2 separate regions of the Bactrocera dorsalis genome follow, and region 2 is linked to region 1. The links are chromatin contacts, called in public Hi-C maps. All regions are on one chromosome and are shown on one strand. Each heading gives the region's core, a stretch centred on a gene start, on an enhancer-like site or on the middle of the called end of the contact. The rest is flanking DNA. Distances are from core to core; before and after follow the strand shown.

Region 1 (6,333 bases), core at 3,776-6,275:
TTTTTTGTTTGTTTTCGTTGAAACCTTCACACATGTGTTACTGTGTGACTTAGCGATTTTTCGTAATTATTTTAACTAAAATTATTGTTAAACACATTAAAAGAAGCTTTTCTATAAAGTTTTCTGTTGATAACTATTCTTCATAATTCAAAATCTTGACGTTAGCATAGCAACATACATACATACATACATACATGAATGTTCTGTGAATGTAACTATATTTATTTCCGTTGCACCTGGTGCGATTTGAGATTGTTAAAGCGATTCAAATTCCTATTGGACTTTGAACGATTGTGATTTACTAAAGAATTTTGTTTTAATAGTCTAATCGGCAAATTAGAAAGCGCAATTGCTCATTTGTTTTTGTTTTGTTATTTGGGTAATTTTTTGTGGAAATATTTTTTTTTTAATAAAATAAAAGGTTTATCTCGTCGCTCTTTTATAGCCATAAAGTAGGATTGAAATTTATGTCCATAATATAATATGGACTTTACAGCACATTTCCACTCCTATTCTAAGCAATTAATTTTTTCTAGAATTTTTGTCTACTAATGACTATTCAATTTCAAGTCAACGCTCTGTTCTTGTCAAGAATTACACAAAATTTACATTTCAAATATTCTTTATCTGCTTTAAACATAAACATATGTATGTATATACAAATATGCATGACTTTATGCACATTAGCGATGACGAGGCCGTAAATGCGTTATCATAAAAATTAAAATGTTTCAGTTTTTCAATTAGGAGCTTACATTGTATGCTTATTTGCTCACACTCCCATATTCCTATATGTACTGATGTATTTGCTGGATAATTGTTTTTGAGTCAATATCAGCTTATGATCATGTGTAAACATTTTAAGCGTTCATGTATTATCTATTAACAGGAGTATAATACCTGTTTAACGCTCGGTTTCCGGTCACTCCCGTATTTACATATTATATTCGCGCATTAACTTAGACCTTATGATAACCGAGAGATTGCATAACTATACTAGGAAACTAAAACTTTAAATTAGTGTCCATTGTAACATTTAATAATGTATAAGTATATATTTTTCATGGATACAATATTTGCGTATACATATGCAGATATAAAGGCATTTGAAAACTTAACTGATTTTAAACAAAATTTTAACTAAAAAAACCTAATAAATTTGTGGGATAATGCACATGTGACCAAGGTTTCGCATTGGCGACGCTCACATGCCACACATGTCGTCCGGATTTCTTATCACTTCTATAATATATAACTACAAGTTTTGATTTGCTTCGCACATGTGCATATGCATATGTACATGCAAATGTATTTATATAAATTTACATGTGTGTTGTGATAATGTACATTTATAAATTTCTAATCCATTTTTTCTAATACTCTAATTCCAATCATAATTCTCATAAATAATACTGTCACAGTAAATATGAGTATTAGAGTTGAAGTAGTTTGAAACCATATGCACACAAAAAATATATGTATGTACGTATGTATGTATAACAATATGAAGGGTATATATGTATGCATGAATGTAAATATTTCAAAAAGAAACAGTGAAATTATATATGTACATATTTTTATTTTTTTCAACCAAAAGTTCCTGCCAATGAATGAATAAATGCATATGTACATACATACATATATGTAAATATGTTTGTAGCTAAGCAAACATCTACATACATATATTACAATTGTACCTCTCCAATCATTTAATTGACCCCAATATCCAGAGTAGTTATACGATTTGATTTTATACGATTTATGGCTATTGGCGAAATGTTAAAAGATAAATTTGGTGAATTTCATTTTATATTTTCTTTAATAAACTCACATACACTTACATATGTATCATTTTGTGCGAACTTGTAGTAAAGACAGACATAAGAACAAAAGTATACATCTTATTTGTATTAATTAATGAAATTTCGAAAATTCAAAAAAATTACAAACATGAATTTAGTGCGAAATTTTAAGATATTTGATATTTTTTATATTTCAATAGATAATATCTCTGAAAATAATATATTTAAATTTTAGATCGACATCTCAAAGAGTTTTTGAGTTACAGCATTATAAAATGTGACCGCTCAGTTCTATCATCTCGATTAGTTTAGCTTTTGACGCGTATTTCCTGAACATGATGTTTCAAATTTGGCCCAGTAAATGCTCAGAGACAAATAAACCGATCACTATAAAACCTTTTCTGTATATTCTTAATCCCTTAATCGGTCAAATTTTTACTTGGTTTCCATCGCTAGTCATTGTACTCCGCTTCTGGAGAGAATTAAAAATATTTTTTTTTTGTCAAAAATTTTATTGTGTGTTTTTAAATTGTGTATAAATATGTATAAAATATTATATAAACTGAAAATTAAAAAAAATTACAGTATTTGACAGTATTTTTTTTTTTAATTCAGAAAAATCACCCTTTTTGGCTGTCATACTAGGTGTGTCTCATAAAATTCCATTTATGTCATGTATTATACTAACCATATTTATTTAAATATTCAAAACCTAAAGGTAAACCCAAAAATAACGAACGATTATTTGAGTTCATTCAAATTATCTTAATCTAGGTATTCCGCCCTATATGCTCTATGAGGTGTGTCCCAAAAGTAGGTACCTTACCTTAATTGTTGTCAAAAATATTGTATATTTGCAAACCGATATTTATCAATGATTATGTCGTTCCCTTCAAACTAATTTCCCTCAAATATAATTTTATTTGAGCTAAGAGTAAACAAAATTAGTATACTTTATTGTGTATTGATATCAATTGAAACTTACCGATATTTATACCCAAGTAAGTTTGCCACGAAGTTTGTAACACATAGAAGGAAGCCTCTGAGACTCTATATAAAGGGTGATTTTTTAAGAGCTTGATAACTTTTTAAAAAAAAAAACGCATAAAATTTGCAAAATCTCATCGGTTCTTTATTTGAAACGTTAGATTGGTTCATGACATTTACTTTTTGAAGATAATTTCATTTAAATGTTGACCGCGGCTGCGTCTTAGGTGGTCCATTCGGAAAGTCCAATTTTGGGCAACTTTTTCGAGCATTTCGGCCGGAATAGCCCGAATTTCTTCGGAAATGTTGTCTTCCAAAGCTGGAATAGTTGCTGGCTTATTTCTGTAGACTTTAGACTTGACGTAGCCCCACAAAAAATAGTCTAAAGGCGTTAAATCGCATGATCTTGGTGGCCAACTTACGGGTCCATTTCTTGAGATGAATTGTTGTCCGAAGTTTTCCCTCAAAATGGCCATGGAATCGCGAGCTGTGTGGCATGTAGCGCCATCTTGTTGAAACCACATGTCAACCAAGTTCAGTTTTTCCATTTTTGGCAACAAAAAGTTTGTTAGCATCGAACGATAGCGATCGCCATTCACCGTAACGTTGCGTCCAACAGCATCTTTGAAAAAATACGGTCCAATGATTCCACCAGCGTACAAACCACACCAAACAGTGCATTTTTCGGGATGCATGGGCAGTTCTTGAACGGCTTCTGGTTGCTCTTCACCCCAAATGCGGCAATTTTGCTTATTTACGTAGCCATTCAACCAGAAATGAGCCTCATCGCTGAACAAAATTTGTCGGACGTAAAGCGCGAAACACATTTCGAACCGAACACTGATTTTGGTAATAAAATTCAATGATTTGCAAGCGTTGCTCGTTAGTAAGTCTATTCATGATGAAATGTCAAAGCATACTGAGCATCTTTCTCTTTGACACCATGTCTGAAATCCCACGTGATCTGTCAAATACTAATGCATGAAAATCCTAACCTCAAAAAAATCACCCGTTACATATGTATGTATGTATGTACATATACGTATACTTATATGGTCAGCGTGATGGGCTGTGTCGATTTAGACATGTTCGTCTGTGTGTTCATCTGTCTATATACTTATACCGAAACTGGTCCCTCAGTTTTTAAGATATCAATCTGAAATTTTGCACACGTGCTTTTCTCCCTCAAGCTTTTGCCGGCAGTTAAAGTTAAAGTCTTTTCTGTGCACAGTCGATTATTCCATTCAAAAATTGCATTCAAATGTTAAGAAACATTTCTGGCTAATATTAACATTCTCACATATTTTTTGCAGGCAATTGTTGTTATTTGCGTTAAATATTAAACAAAAAAGTTTGAATGTACATACAATAATATTCATAGTATAGTGCCACCTAAAACAAACATGCATTCGTTTATGGCAATTTATCGATAAATTGCACTCATAATTGCTAAACTAGTTTTTGGGGTCTCTCGGTGTTCATATTTACATAACTTCTTTTCCTTCTAACACGTTTCGTTTCAGCATTATAAAATACTTAAACTTGTTTTTCGCATTGGCGTTGTTTATTCACACGCCTACAAGTGGACGTGTTTTCGCTTTTCAAGTGTACTATTTGCTTACCAGAAGTGTTGTTGTTGAAAAATAGTTTTGTTTTGCGCGTTATGTAAAAGGTAAACAATATTTTCTGCGCACTCAATTACAAGCATGCACACTGCCTTACAAGAAACTCAAGCAAAACAAAACAAAACACAATAACAAAATCAAATATCAAGTGTTGATAATAATAATTGCAAGCCAAGTGCATTTTTCTCTAATTCCTTATTTAAAATCATTGTTTACTTCATATGTCATGAAAATCGTAATTGACTCGCACAGCGATTATACTTCGCCTACAAACATCTATGAGTGTGTATAAGTATGTATGTGCGAGCAACTTATGCACGCATTCGCACATAAATAGGTAAACAAAAATAAATCACTAACACCAACACACCTGCACTGAATGCAACTGCAACGGTCTGTCGGCAGCGCACGGAAATCGAATGGCAGCCCGGCCACTACACGAGGCATAACAACTCGCACCAACGCCAACAACAACGCCGCCCACGTCTTCCCCTATTTCAAGCATTAAACAAAACAAAATTCTGTCAACAACCCGCCCGCGCCTCAATGGCAATGCCAAGACGAAATTCTTTGGCGCTGCCGCGTGCTCTGCCGCTTTTATCGCGCTATTGTGTCTACGAGTGTGCCTGTAGTTGTGGCGCTGACGCTGCTGCTGTTGCTATTGATAGACCCCGGCGCCCACAGCGGTCTCAATGCTCATAGAAGTCAATCGTCACTTCTCGTCGTGACGCGTCAACGTCGTTATTCGTGCTGAGCGGTTGGAAGCTGGCTGCGGGGCCCGGTTGCCGAGCCCTCCGTGTGCGTTGTTATTGACTTTGCATCGTAGACACATAAATAACAATGCGGTACAAAAATATCCGACTGCTCGGAGCGTTTATGACGTATTTGCATTGCTCAGCGTTGCCAAACATATAACAGCGAGGCCTAGAATGTTGAATTATAATACTTTTTTGTTGTACACAGTATCATTAATTTCTAAAATCCGGAAATCTGTTGGTTGCTTGCATAATTAAATTAGAACCGCCGGTCAAAATGAGAATATATACATACGTACAAACGCATTTACATATCAAGCTCGTTTTTGTCGTGATAAGAGAAGCTGCTTTCGATTCAGTTCAAACTTGTTTACTTATGTAAATATTCTAAACTCTTACCCAATAAGCCAAAAGTGCGAGGTTAATTTTAAAAAACCTAAGTATGTACATATATGAAATTAAAAAAAGATGGGAGAAAAAGTCCTCGCCTTCTTCATGTTAGGGCGGAGTTCTCTTTTCTCTTCTATGGATACTGGTCGCTAATTTGCCATGCAGCCTATGTAGCACTTATGGTCAAAGCAAAGTTCCCAAGTACCGTGTACGAGTTGACGCAGGGATATCTCAGTGTCTTAACAAACTGGGCGGTCGGAAGTGGTCTCGCCCAAGTGAAACCGAAACGTTTTATTCACTAGAAAATATAAGATCCCGGCACCGCAAATCGGATATCCTCACACACTTTGACTGCGTTATAATTCAAAAAGACCCAAAAAAGTGGTGCTTAGGCTTCTTAAAGATTTTTGTTCTTTCTATGATAAACTCTGTGTTTGAAAGTAGTGTTTAACACCACAAAAGTTGTAAAATCGTCAATGAACTGGAGTTTGTAGTTCTGAGTGAACGTACTTTAATCAAAACTATAAATAAATTTCATTAAAGTTTACACACACAAACATATGTATGCATATATGCATATGTATATGCATATAAATATGTAAATACTTATGTACATATGTATATGTATGTATATCATTTGCATGTAATAAGTAATTCATATCGCAATATGCTTTCCTCTGTAAACTTTAGACATTGAGCATGCGTGTATGTACATATGTATGTATGTGTGTGAATTCTGCTTACGGAAGCCATTTGAATACGAACTGTGGAAAT
Region 2 (5,943 bases), core at 3,203-5,702, 93 kb after region 1:
TTGAGGAGATGCCTATACCCAATTCGAACAATTTACATCTCCTTGGTATTCAAAATTTTATGCGTGGTGTCGTGCGACGAAGAAACACTGATGATTTAACGAATTCTGGCAATATTTAATAATAATAATAATGAATATAATTAATTATGTGTTTATCTGTCGCATAAACTGAAGAAGACCCACTACAAACATAATTAGGAGTTTCATATAGTATCATAAAGTTATAACAAACCGAAAACGTAATGTTGAAAATTGTTATTGAGTAAACTCATTTTGGTATTTAATCCCACAACAAATTTTTTAAACAAGTGTAAAAATTAATAATTTTACGATGCGTTATGACAAGTTGGGAGTCCCCTGAATAGAAAACGTTTAGTGCTGGTTTAAACTTAAGCCTACACATAGTAGATAACATTGCTCTAATACAGAAGGTCCTTAGCTACTAATACAGCAAACACTGCAATAATTTCAAATAATCCTTTTTTTTATATGAGAAATCAAAAAACTTAATAAATTAACACAAAACACATTTTCGTCAAAAAAAAAAACAAAAATAGAGAGATCATTTGTGTATTAAAGTAACGATATGTATAAACTGTTATACTACAACGACTATCATATAACGGAAGTAGAAAAAAGTAGCATCCGATAGCGTTGATTACACAGAGGTGACTACATGCACATACATATTTATGGTTGCATGCATGTATGTACATATATAAAATCAAGTTGTTAGCAATTGCATTTGGTAAGACTAAATAAGAATTTAATCGTTTCTCATTTCATTTGCGCTGCACTTTCAAAATAATTAATATACACGCAATAATATATAGACATATGTACAATATATAATGCGGTAAGAGCCCGGCATTATATACAATTAAAGTAGACATATAAAACTAAGTAGTATATTGATTGGTAAACCTTTAATGAATTAAGCTTCCCTTACCTTATTATAGTTAACTACTTCTTGTCATTAACCTTGAGTTTTATGTTTTTTGCAAGATATACGGATTGAATATGCTATTTTACATTTTGATATTATTTTTGATTGTTTTCATCTACTTTGAAGTGTTTCATATATCACTGTTTATTTTGTCAACTATTCACAAAAAAAAGTTATAACGCAAAACACACAAGAATTCTATTGAATCTGTTTTTGCTGTTTGAGAATTCACTAACAGCTGATTACCGCACATACACGCATATGTCAGTAACAGCTGACTCCCTAGTTGGAGTTGCCACATAAAACTTGTTGGTCTTATTGGATTTTTGTCATGAAATCTGAAATTTTAAATTCACTTTTTCCAATTACCCACACAATATAGCATTATGTTACATAAATATATTAAAAATGTGTTTCTCACAAATAGATTACGAAACAATAATTAATAAATAACCATTCATTGAATGCAATTTTTTATATAAAATATATGTATTTCACATCGCAATTCCATCTTTACTTAAAATAACTATGAGACAACTGTAATAACTTTTAATTATTTAACTGACTCACACTTTTTGTAATCTTCGGATTATGCAACTGAAATTGTTTTAAATCTTTTCTCGCTCACAACAGATATTAACTTAAGAAAGCTTGTGAAGTTCAAGTCACTTGTTCTTACACTTGGAGCAGATGATAGTCGATTAGATGCTTACGTTCCCTTGAATAAACTACGCAAGGCCACTGTTTACAAATTGAAAGTGGTACCGGAATCCTTAAACGATGAGTACAGTGTATTCGTGCGCGCCGAACGTAAATCAGATATGTTTTTGGGTAAGTAACATCCAAAAGTCAACAAGTTTGTTTGTATGGAGCGTGTGATACCCGTTACTCTTTCACGTACAAGGTTCAAAATTCGACTAAATTAAAAAGAAGAGCGCAAACATTTGTGGAAGATTAGGAATCTATAAGTTTGAAAGAAGGTAGTCGGTTGAACTGACGCTAGTGCATACACATATGTTCACGTACATACATAGTATGTGTACTAATTTAGCATTAAAAGCTTGTCTGAGAAGAGGACTTGTGTGAATTTATGATAAGCTTATTATATTTCAATATGCAGTGATAACATATTCACCCAGTATTGACATGATTAAATGAGGACAGCGTGGAAATTTTGAAATAAAAGAGGAAATAAGTATATTATATTGGAATTAATAAAAAAACAGTTTCCAAATAAATAAAACTGCAAAACAGTTTGGAAACAACACATACATACATACATATGTACATAGTTATTTTTACAGCGACGTCAATTTAAGTCCGATCGCATAAATCAATGTTTATTACATGTACGAGTCTTTAGCTATTTCAAAATAAGCGAGAATTAAGCATTTTACAATGACGTAGTTTTGTTATTGTTTTTCAAGAATTAGAGATAAGGATGCACGTAACTTCCATAAAAATACATTAATACGTATGACTGAAATAAGTGGAATGCGCAAGTTCGACTTTCATACATCAATGATTGCTATTGAAATAATTATAATTTAAGCTTATAACCTTGAAGCCAGCGCAAGCCAAACTTTTTCCTCATTGAGGTTAGGGGAATGACATACTTAACATCAGTAAATAACAGACGTATTGCTTTTAACTTATTTTATAAGTTATATTTTATAATGTCATACTTTTCAGATGATCTCATTAAACGCTTCGATGCGTATTTGCTGAAGGATCGGAATACTTATCCTGTAAGTTCATATGGATCGCGCTTGCTAAGTTTATCGGAAACCTCACCTGGGAAAACTCTGAAAACACACAGTGATTTACGTTTTGGTAGCAATGCAGAACTACAAACAGCATCAGCTGAAGCAGAAGTAATAGGTAATTCGGATGTAACATTTCCAAAGGATGAAGTGGAGACATTCTCTGACAACGAAATACAAAGCAGTCGACCGATCATACCAACAAACAATACCGGAATGCCTACATCAGTCGTTAATGTAGATTATAAATATAACGGTGTGCCCCGTGGAACAACAGCCACTTTATTGCAACGCGACACAACTAAAATCGAAATGGGTCTACAATCACAACTACTTCTGGCTCCAGGCATGATGGGAACGCTGGAATTTGAGGTGACTAACACCCGCACCGAAGCAGTATATCACAATATACAGGTGATTGACGAAAGACGTTTTCTTTTACGTCTCAATCCGCAAAGTCTATTTTTGCGTGCTGGTGAAATGGCAAAAGTTGTCGTAACCGTTTTAATACCGAATGGCACCCCTCAAGGAACCACGGATAAAATTACATTCACCTGTCATGGTGGCGGTACGGCTACTCTATCTCTCAACTTGAAAGTGGTCAGTTCAACTACAGTTGATTTGCAGGTATATATATACATATATTAGATATACATATATAGAACACAATATTCTAAGCATTATACTTTTTGTACAGGATACGACAGCACCATCTATTTCGTGGACTTTTGGCAGTCGCTGTGATAACGTTAATGCACAGTCAACTGATTGCGCGGAACGCTTCTGGACACTAGACATAACCGCCCAAGATTGGCAGTCAGGCATATTACGTTTGCAGACTGTGCCTTCAAGTGGACTACTGTACCGGAATAGCTATACTGTTGCCTCTACAGAACCCTTGAAAGCTACGTATATAGCAACGTGTTGCGAACCAAAAGTGGCACTTACAGCATTCGATGTCACGGGCAATCAACGTTCATACAACGTAGATGTACGCGATCTTGTGCTCACTGAAGCTTCAATAGCTGCAATAGTGTTAGGCGCATTGCTGCTGCTTCTTTTAATAATTCTCTTAATTTGGGCAATTGTTTGGTGTTGTCGGAGACGTCAAGTTTCATTGGATCTGCCCACGTACCGCTCTCACTCCACACGTAGTATGGAGTAAAATGAGAAAGTCGGGGAAGTTATTTTAAAATGTACATACATATGTTTATATCCACTTTTAATCGAAATAAAGAACCAACCTTAGATGTCGTAAACGTATTGTATTGGTATCCCATTGTGTGCAACAAGTGCTTATGTTTAAGGTAAAGAAAACACTTACCTCGACTAATAGCCACCGGCGGTAATAGCAAAGGCTTATTAGGAAAGTCATCAAATGTTAGACCCGTAACAGAGGCGCTCAAAAGTGGGTTTTTTACAACAGCACTAGCTGTCGGAATTGTAGTCAACCCTGGACCAGCTGCCACAGCAGACGCAGTGGTTGGACGTGACGTGTCACCTTTCTGCTTCTCTGACATTCTTCACTGTTGCTGCCAAACGAGCTATTAATTCACCAATACTAATATTTTTTTATACTTTTACACACTTTTTTACGATGTTTAGAAGAGAAGGATCGAAAATTCAAAGCTAAATTGTAACTAAACCACCAAAAAAAACAATAAACTGAAGGTATTTATGAAATGCCAAAATCTTCCGTATGAAGTGCAAAATAGCAATAGTCAAACGAATAAGTATTTAGATTAAAGGGGTGTAAGGGATGCAAAATAGGGATGCTCGATGAACATCGATGTTCGATGATCATCGATGTTGAAAGCAAAAACATCGATGTTTTAATATCGATGTTGCCATACGAAAAAATATCGCAACATCGATGTTAACGGAATCAATCATCGATGTCAACTTACGGCCTCACGCACGACACGGACGTCCACCAAACCAATGCAACTTAGGAAACAAATTATGTCTTCTATGAACGCAGCCTCAAATCAAATTTTTTAGTTGTGAACTTCACAAACTGATTTGTGGCTGCGTTCACAATGTGAACGCGTCATTCCGGTCGTGCCCTTCATTCGTTCGCTCTTCGTGATTCATCTTGCACATTTACGCTCACTCCCACTTCTACATATTTGTTTGTTAATAAAAAATTGTGTTGTGCGTACCTATTTAAATTTACTGATTTGTTCGTATTCTACTGGTGTTGTGCATATATATATATTACATGGAGTACAACAATATGTAAGTTTTAAATGATTGAATTCTATCTAAATATTGAATTCATCTGTTTGCTTTTTGCGCATGCTTTAAAGGAAATTATTCTTTTTAAGGTTATAAATGCATATAAATTATAAATGAATAGAATTAAACATGCCGCCAAAAAGTCGCTTCTGGAAATTTTTTGAAAAACTTGAAAATATCGAAGCCAAATTAATCTAAAATTTTTAAATTGAATTTCAGCTTTTTATATTTTTATAAGATATTTGACAATCATATACTTACTTCCACATTAAACTGTGAAATTTATTATTTTATTTTTAAAGTTGTAATAACATTTATTTATAATTTGTACTTCATGTTTTCAAAGATATGAATAAATAAATTCATTTAAAATGAAATATGCGTTACGATTATTTAAAAATACAAGTATAACATCAAGAAAAACGTTTAAAATAAGTCGTAAATGTGCTATGCACACTGGCTGTGGCTTAATAAATTTCGAATTTTATAGATTGTGTTTTATTTCTTTGTCAATTATTAATGTAAAAAATTATCGATGGATCCAACATCGATGGATCCAACATCGATGTTCGGTTTTTGATAAATATCGAACATCGATGTTGAGCTTTCGATTATGACATCGATGTCAACATCGATGTTTTTTGAATATCGATCATCCCTAATGCAAATGCATTATTAGAGAGAGGTGAGACGGTAGCTTTCACTGACAGTTTGGTAAATTGATAAGCCTACAATTGTCAAATGATAAATAACAAACTACCTTAGCGGTGAAGTGATGCCGTACTATTGACAATATTTATACACTAACTCCGTTTTATTCTTTATAAAATATAAAATTCGTTTCGAAAAATTACAATTGCTCAGGGTATTTCATAAATATTAAAAAAAGTTTTAATATTTGTATTTTACTGGCCTTCTTTTCCTATCATTTCAAAATTTTGTGTAATTCCCAAATGTCAACGAGTTAAAAGATATATAAAAAAATAAAAAATATTA

Evidence for each region. A called contact is a pair of places that touch in the nucleus more often than the background predicts.
Region 2: a Hi-C map of whole body shows a contact between it and region 1, with 6 times the contacts expected there. The contact joins the promoter of LOC105224902 here to the enhancer-like site in region 1. A contact is called at or near these places in 2 of 2 Hi-C or Micro-C datasets (both in whole body).

The regions. Positions count from the first base shown.
Region 1 is chr4:68,858,461-68,864,793 of ASM2337382v1, forward strand. The region is part of intron 1 of LOC105224905 (neuropathy target esterase sws); the gene reads left to right. Among protein-coding and RNA genes, the nearest start is that of LOC105224905, 4.3 kb to the left of the region's middle. Within about 2 kb of position 5,026, the one cell type or tissue checked has open chromatin away from gene starts, as enhancers often do.
Region 2 is chr4:68,952,066-68,958,008 of ASM2337382v1, forward strand. LOC105224902 (mucin-17) reads right to left here and starts at 4,453. Exons shown (of 10, transcript XM_049455406.1): 1 at 4,034-4,453. The coding sequence starts at 4,229. LOC105225918 reads left to right here. Exons shown (of 9, transcript XM_019990137.3): 7 at 1,580-1,777; 8 at 2,639-3,336; 9 at 3,407-3,968. The coding sequence ends at 3,874.